2 separate regions of the Hordeum vulgare genome follow, and region 2 is linked to region 1. The links are chromatin contacts, called in public Hi-C maps. All regions are on one chromosome and are shown on one strand. The core of a region is the stretch at or near the end of the contact, and the rest is flanking DNA. Distances in the headings are between cores, read along the strand shown.

Evidence for each region. A called contact is a pair of places that touch in the nucleus more often than the background predicts.
Region 2: a Hi-C map of leaf shows a contact between it and region 1, with 5 times the contacts expected there. The contact joins the promoter of LOC123404516 here to the promoter of LOC123401829 in region 1. A contact is called at or near these places in 2 of 6 Hi-C or Micro-C datasets (leaf and seedling).

The regions. Positions count from the first base shown.
Region 1 is chr6H:170,243,340-170,247,385 of MorexV3_pseudomolecules_assembly, reverse strand. It overlaps LOC123401829 (PTI1-like tyrosine-protein kinase At3g15890), which reads left to right and starts at 1,259. Exons shown (of 4, transcript XM_045095683.1): 1 at 1,259-1,544; 2 at 2,111-2,270; 3 at 3,839-4,046. The coding sequence starts at 1,510.
Region 2 is chr6H:171,192,706-171,196,822 of MorexV3_pseudomolecules_assembly, reverse strand. It overlaps LOC123404516 (respiratory burst oxidase homolog protein E-like), which reads right to left and starts at 1,528. Exons shown (of 13, transcript XM_045098447.1): 1 at 608-1,528; 2 at 346-505; 3 at 197-245. The coding sequence starts at 1,241.

The sequences.
Region 1 (4,046 bases), core at 10-2,509:
GCAATCATCCAAATACTACAATATCTCCTTAATAAAAATAAAGCCTATTCCTAAATAACCCTAACCCTAACCTAACCCTAACACAACCATAATGCAAACATCCAAACAACCCTAATCCTAACCCTAGCCTAACCCTAAAACAACCATAATGCAAACATCCAAACAACCCTAATCCTAACCCCATCATACCCCTTATCCTAGCATACAAACAAATACAACAATATCATATACATCCTACATTTCATGAAAAACTAGGGTTTCCTCAAATTTGCAACAAAGTGACCAAAAAAGATTTTTGTTTGGATGATTACCTTAGGGGAGGGATTGGACAACAAATGCCCGGTCCAAACCTTCAGATCTGCTGATTTGAAGAGGGATTTGAGGAAGGGGAAGACTAGAACACAAGCTGTGAAGTGAAGTGAAGGGAGGGGAATGAGGAGGGAGTGGGGAGGGGGCTGGCCCGTGGCTGGATAAGTCGGCGCCACACTTTAGAGGGTGCGACGCCTAAGGCTTAGACGTCGCACTGCCTGCGCATGGGGCCAGCTGCGCCAGCATGGCCAGGCGTGTGGCGCTGACGTCTTAGACGTCATGCAGTGTAGTGTGGCGCCTAGGTGTCGGACGCCACATGAAAGAGTGAGTCGGGTAAAAAAAATTGTTCTGGTTCACTTCGTGAGTTTTTTCGTTCGAGAGGTCATTTTTGTCAATTTTGCCAGCAAGGGAGAGAAAAAATTCGTAACAACGACTAACACTAATTGCTCTAAACCAATGAATGTTTTTGTTAAACAATACAGTAAGATGCAACGCAATTTGCACAAGAAAACAACGAGGCAACCAATACGTTACACACGTTGGACGAGAACAGTTCTCCCAATCCATCTAAAATAACATTTTCCGCCATTATCTTAGCAAAGTGTCCCCAGCGATCTTCTCATCTTTGGTCAAACGTAGCCATCCAACAGCCAGCCCCCCCGCCCCCCCCTTCCCAAAAAACAAAGGCAAAAACAAAAACCCCGGGCCCCAGCCACAACCCATGGCCCACCGTCAGCCAAAGGGCCGCAGCCAACGACCCGGCCCGTTACCCGCCGCGTGACCTCACCTCCCCCGGTGTAAACCCGACCGTTAGGTCCGTTACCGCATTGGTTCAAAAACCGCCAACCGGACGCCGCCACGTGGACGACGCGCCCTGGCCGGTCACCGCTCGCGGGTGAGCGGACCGCGCCCCGGCTGCTGCTTTGCGTGCGCTAGTGGGGGAGCGGTGCGCGTCGAGGGAGCCGACAACGCCCCGAGAACGAGAACTCCTGTGCTGCCCATCTCCCCCTCTCTCTCTCCACTGAGCCCTCCTGTGCTGCCCCCGCTGACCTGCGGCCACCGACGGCGTGTGGAGGCTGAGGGCGGGTTTCCGTCGCGACCGCCTTGCCGCGGGCTCCCCGGCCGCGACTCGGCAGGCTTCGCGCGAGCTGGTGCTGATTTGAGGGAGATTCGGGGCCGGAGCCAGCGCGACCTCGGGGGATGGGGTGGCTTTCCTGCTGCAAGCGGTCCAACGGGTGAGTGGCAACGGGATGATTTAGCTTAGGATTATTTCCCTGCCGTTTTGGGGAAGTTGGGTACAAGGGTGGGGTTTCTGCCTTTTGGGGGAACTCGTACTACAAGATTGTTCCAGTTTTTATCTGCTGTTGGCTTGTGTGGGAGGTTGAACGTTGAATTGGAGCCATTAGCATACGAATTCTCCCTTTATCAGGTTATTATGTGCTGTTGATTAGCTTGAGTAGCAATTGATTTTGATTCTGAGGAAATACTGAGGTTGGGGTTCATAAATCTGTGAGCTTCATTTCTGATTTGCTCAGAAATCAAATTAGTACACAAATATTACTGTTGTTATTATCGTGAATATTGCTGTTAAATTGCAGCGGTCAGCTAACGAGCTGTAGATAGAATGGAGTGCAGATTTTTATGCATAAGTAGTTTGTTCAGAAAAAAGATGCTGTGAAAGAAATTTTTCAAACTTGTGGGGGAATACTTGGATAGAGTGATAACATTGCGGCCTTACATAGTGTACCCAACAAGTACTTGAATCTGCTGAAGAAGTTCTAATAATCTGGTGTGCTCCTAGGGCCCAACCCGGCAGGAAGAAGAAGAAGAAGGACACGGCATGGCGGATCTTCTCACTCAAGGAGCTTCAGTTGGCGACCAACAATTTCAACTACGATAACAAGCTTGGTGAAGGTGGATTCGGCAGTGTCTACTGGGGCCAGCTCTGGGACGGATCACAGGTGCAGTCCCGCTCTTAAAAAATTAGAAATGCAATATGCTGCAACTTGTGTTATGCTATGTGCACACTCATTTGTTTTATCTGTCGTTTCTAGCGCCTTTTCTTATTACTGCTACAAACAGGACAATGAAGTGGAGTCCTGCGGTTGTTGGTGCTTCTGGTTTAGCTGAATTTAGTTTCGTCTCGTGATTTATTTCTGGTTTGTAGTGGCATTGAAAATTTAAAGTGGTTGTAGTTTTCAAAGCTCGTGAATATTCTTTGAGAATGAACGGCAACCCAAACTGGACCCACCCTCTCTGAACGTGCAAAGAACAAACTTTCTGGTCTAGTGGAAAACTGACTTTCTCTCGCCTTCAACTATTGGTTTACTTTTCAAGTCAAAGAAAACTGTTGCTTTACTTTTTTATGCATTCACTTTACCAAGGATGTAGCCAGAGAAGGTTTCATGATCACAGGCTAGATAGGACCAGAATTGTGAAGTGTGAAAGGTCTCATGATCACAAGCTAGATAGGACCATAATTGTGAAGTGTGAATACAGCTGAGGAGGTATAGAAAATTACAAAGCATATGTGGCCTGGATAGATGCAATCATACTGTCTTCACAAAGCCAGACAATCACTATACGTTTGTTCTGAGTATCTGCTTGTACTAGGAGTAGAAATGTACTCCCTCCGTTCCTAAATATAAGCCTTTTAAGATATTTCACTAGGAGTCTACATACAGAGCAAAATGAGTGAATCTACACTCTAAAGTATGTCTATATACATTCGTATGTAGTCCACTAGTGAAACCTCTTTAAAGACTTATATTTAGGAACGGAGGGAGTAAATGACATCTTGATAGACTTATAAGGATATATTTAAATGAAGGATGAGGCAAGAGGTTGACTAGGGAAGAACTTAATAAGTAAAGAATTAAGGGAAGTTCGATCAAAATGCCACGTCTTAGTTTTCCTCTTGATAAAAGATGCCCCATCATGTGTCACTGACAGGTGGCCCTGGACCCCAAATGTCAGTGACGCATGCTATGATCACTGAACTGGATAGAGTTAGGCCATATTTCTACCTGCTAGTTTGTTGTGCAGTGGCATAAGTGCATAACTGAAAACTCCTAGAAGCCTACAACTTGGTAGCTTGTATTTTCTAGAATCCTATGAGCATATTAAAGGGAGTTGAAACGGAATAGCTATATAGAAGTTTATCTTCAGAAGTTGTTTATAAATGACACAGTTAAAACTGCCCAACTTAATCTCCTTTGCAGATAATTTTCTGCACTTATTTGGATGTTGTAACGAATGAGCATTTTGTTGTGAGATAGTGAGCTATCTGATCCTTGTTGGCTAGCTTTTTAGTATGTTTGTTATTGACATTATTATTAATGTTACATTTCATGAGAAGTTTGTGGTTGTTTCATTTTGCTGGAAGCTTTAAGTTGTTACATTTCAATGGAAGTGTCATGTGGTGACTATCAGAGTATGCACCTTGCATTAATTCCATGTAAAGTCAAGAAATTGCATTTCAATTCCTCCCATCCTAGTTAACACCTCAACTGCTCATTCCATGTAACAGATTGCTGTGAAAAGGCTCAAGAGTTGGAGCAACAAGGCTGAAAAGGAGTTTGCTGTCGAGGTCGAGGTTTTGGCACGAGTGCGGCATAAGAGCCTCTTGAGCTTACGTGGGTATTGCGCTGAAGGCCAGGAGCGTTTGATTGTCTACGACTATATGCAGAATCTGAGCTTGCACTCTCACCTGCACGGACAGCATGCAGCTGAATGTC
Region 2 (4,117 bases), core at 279-2,778, 950 kb before region 1:
GATTAACTAATGGTAATTAAATTCCATTACCGAGTAACCAAGCAGTAACATGTCGGCAGTAACAAAGCATGAGACATCATCAGCAGTTCAGCACGATGGAATCTTGCAAACTTGTTACCGTTCGGTGGTTTAAATTAGTAACTAGGAGGTGGTACTGTAATAAGGAGCAGATTCGTTTAGTGGATCGAGGCGGCACCTCCTGCACTTCCTCCCTCGTGATCCTCCCGTCGACGTTGGTGTCCACCCTGAAATTTGTTTTTGGCAATGGCCGCAAGAAATGCGTGAGCCACCTGCGCGGACCGGAGAAAACAGGGGAACAACATGATCGTTCTGTACTGTACGTACATGTCGAAGAAGATTTGCAGCCGCGCGTCGAAGCTCTGGTCGGAGATTTGGAGCCAGAAGTCGTGGAGCTCCTCCTTGGTGACCCGCTGGAGGGTCTGCCGCCGCCGCCGCGCCAGCGCGTCGAAGATGCCCACTGCGAACTCCTTGGAGTCCACCATCCCTGCAAACCGACCGTCGAATAGTTCGTCACCAATGCCAGCTCGCGATCGTGCCGTGAACCGAGTTGAGCCGAAGTGGCATGCATGCACGCTGCACGGCGTACCGATGCAGTCGCCGAAGTCGTCGCGGGCGAGGAGGCCGTCGCGGGAGAGGGCGTCGAACCGCTCCTCGACGGCGCCCCAGAGCGCGGTGGCCTCAGCGGAGCCCGTGGCGCGGCTGATGAACCGGAGGCCCTTCAGCGCGCGCCTCGCGCCGGACAGCGAGCGGTCCAGCCTGGCCTGCACGCGCCTTCGCTCCCGGGACGCCATCGCCGCCTCCCGCGGCTGCTCCGGCGCCGACGCCGCCGGCGAGCGCAGCCAAGCGAACGTCCTGCGTATCTTGGACGAGGTCGACGAGCTTCGGCTCAGGTTGCGCCCGCTCCCCGGCGTGTGCGTCCCGGCCCCGGCCGGCGCCGCCGGCCCCGCGGTGGGCGTCACGCTGCGCACCACCATGGACTCCTCGTCCAGCTCCAGCATGACCTCCACGAGGTCGCTCTGGTCTGCGAGAAACGCCGGCAGCATGCCGACGCTGCCGCCGGCACCGGCCGCGGCCGACGTCGACGAGAGGAGCTCGTCGCTGTGCGACGTGATGAACGACTCGTTGTCGGACGCGTCGGTGTGGTCGTCGCCGATGTAATCCGCGATGCGCCGGAGCCCGGCACGCCGGCCGCTGCCCGGACCTCGCGACGGCGTCCACATGACGGGCCGGTGGCTCTCCTGCGCTGTGCTGCCCCTACCGCTGCTATCTTCTCCGTCCACGAAACATACCCCTGGTTCACCTGTAGCAGACTGTAGCCGTTGCTCTGCCCTGCTTCACCTTGGTACTAGGAGTGGTAGTTTATTTTACCTGGCGTGGTTGCGCCTCGTCGCAAGTGAAGCTTGGATGTAGGTATATGCTCCGCTCGATCGGGAGTCCTGCTTCTCCAGGGTGGTTGGGATTCAGTGCGCCGAGTCTCGGACGATTCCAAGTGGACCAGATGGAGAGAGTAGGCGAACGGTGAGAGCATCTTTAATACGGAGCGCAAAAAAAAAAAAAATCAACATCAAAATAGGGTTTAGGCTGCTCATAGTGGAGAGTAACATATAATAGTATCATGCATATGTTACTATTATATGATAGTACTTCCTCCGGTCCTTTGTAGTCTCCATATTAGCTTTGTTCAAAGTTAAAGTATCTCTACTTTGACCAAATGTAGAGAAACATGTATCAACATTCACAATGTCAAATTAATATTGTTAGATTCATTATGAAAGGTAGTTTCATGATACGTATATTTGGTATTGTAGATGTTGATATTTTTCAATATATATTTGGTCAAATTTTGTAAAGTTTGACTTGACCCAAATCTAATATGCGGAGTAAAAAGGACCGGAGGGAGTACCTTCATAGTGCATAGTATCATAAACTAGTATCATAGGTGATCTCATTTATTGACATGCATGACACATAGTAGCATAGCATTTAACATGTTACGGTATCTACCTATGTTACTCTAATCCTCTCTTTCTTCTTTAATTACTTGCCACATCACCATGTTTGCTAGTCCCAAGACTATGTTATTAGCTATGATACTCCCATTATGGCCAGCCTTAGCGCGTTGGGTTGGTGTTTTGCTTTAACAAAAGCGTTGATGCTATTGCGTGAGCATTTCGCGGACGCGCTAAATTTCAACGTGCGTCCAGCATAAAAAATATTTTCTACTTAAACATAGACCAAAGAGATCAAAGACATACAAAATAAATCAATAATAAGTAGTTCAGTTATCATTACAACTCAAAAAGTCAGAGCTACGAACGACGGTCGGACGCTGTTCGTTGGAGGAATGATGCGCTCGAGGGACGGCGGCGAGGAGAGAAGGTGGAGGAAGCAGCAGCGGCCAGTGGGAGAAGCAGGAGAGGCGGGGGAAGCTAGTGCCGATAACAGGTAATGCGCTTGGTCGCCGGAGCGAATGGCGAGAGGTGCGGGCGTGAAAAGGACGTGGATGTCGCCTAGAGGGGGGGGTGAATAGGCGCTTTAAAATAGTTAAGGTTTAGGCTTGAACAAATGCGGAATAAAACTAACGTTTAATATGTCAAGCACAAAACCTACAAACAACTAGGCTCACCTATGTGCACCAACAACTTATGCTAAGCAAGATAACCAACTAAGTGATAGCAAGATATATTACAATAAACAATATGTCTATCACAAAGTAAGGTGCATAAGTAAAGGGTTCGGGTAAGAGATAACCGAGGCACGGGGAGACAATGATGTATCCCGAAGTTCACACCTTGCGGATGCTAATCTCCGTTAGAGCGGTGTGGAGGCACAATGCTCCCCAAGATGCCACTAAGGCCACCGTAATCTACTCACGCCCTCGCACAATGCAAGATGCCGTGATTCCACTAAGGGACCCTTGAGGGTGGTCACCGAACCCGTACAAATGGCAACCCTTGGGGGCGGTCACCGAACCCGTACACGTGGCAACCCTTGGGGGCGGTTACCGGTACCCGTACAAATTGCTCGGGGCAATCTCCACAACCTAATTGGAGACCCCGACGCTTCCCAAAGCTTCACACCACAATGATTGAGCTCCGAGACACCACCAAGCTTCTAGGACGCCAAAGCATCCACGAATAACAATATCAAGGGTACTAAGTACCAAAGGTAGTAAGCTTCTCAACTTCTCACTTCCACGTATCACCGTGGAGAACTCAAACCGATGCAACTAATGCAATGGCAAGAACACACGAAGTGGTCAAGTCCCTCACACTCAAATCCCTCCACAACAACAAAAGCTATGGAGAAATATGAGAGGAAGAACAAGGAGCTCACAAAGAACTCCAAGATCAAGATCCAAGGGGTTCCCCTCACATAGAGGAGAAAGTGATTGGTGAAGATGTGGATCTAGATCTCCTCTCTCTTTTCCCTCAAGAACAAGCAAGAATCATTGGAGGGATTGAGAGTAATCAAGCTCTAAGAATGTCAACAATGGAGGTAGAACAAGAGCTCAACAGATGGATAAGACCAAGGGGGAAGAAGACCCCCTTTATATAGTGGGGGAAGGAATCAGACTGTTACCCCCACTTTCTGCCCGAGCTCCAGCGGTACTACCGCTGGCTGCAGTGGTACTACCGCTGGCACTCCAGCGGTACTACCGCTGGCACTCCAGCGGTACTACCGCCAGCTAGCGGTACTACCGCTAGCTGCAGCGGTACTACCGCTGGCACTCCAGCGGTACTACCGCTGGCCCCAGTGGTACTACCGCTGGGCCCATGGTAGTGCAACGGCACTACCACCGCCAAGAAAGTCTTCTCAAAAAGGTCCGTCCACGAACAACCGCTAGGCAGGCGGTACTAAGCTCCTGGAGTGGTACTACCGCTAGTCAGCGGTACTACCGCTAGGGCCAGCGGTACTACCGCTAGGTCCAGCGGTACTACCGCTCATCACTGAAACAGCCATAACTTTCGCATACGAGCTCCGAATCGAGCAAACCCAAGCTTGTTGGATTCAGGACGACAAGGGCTATCCAGGAACCCTATGCCAAAGATCTAGAGATGTGAGATCTCTATGAATATGCCAAAGATCTAGAGAT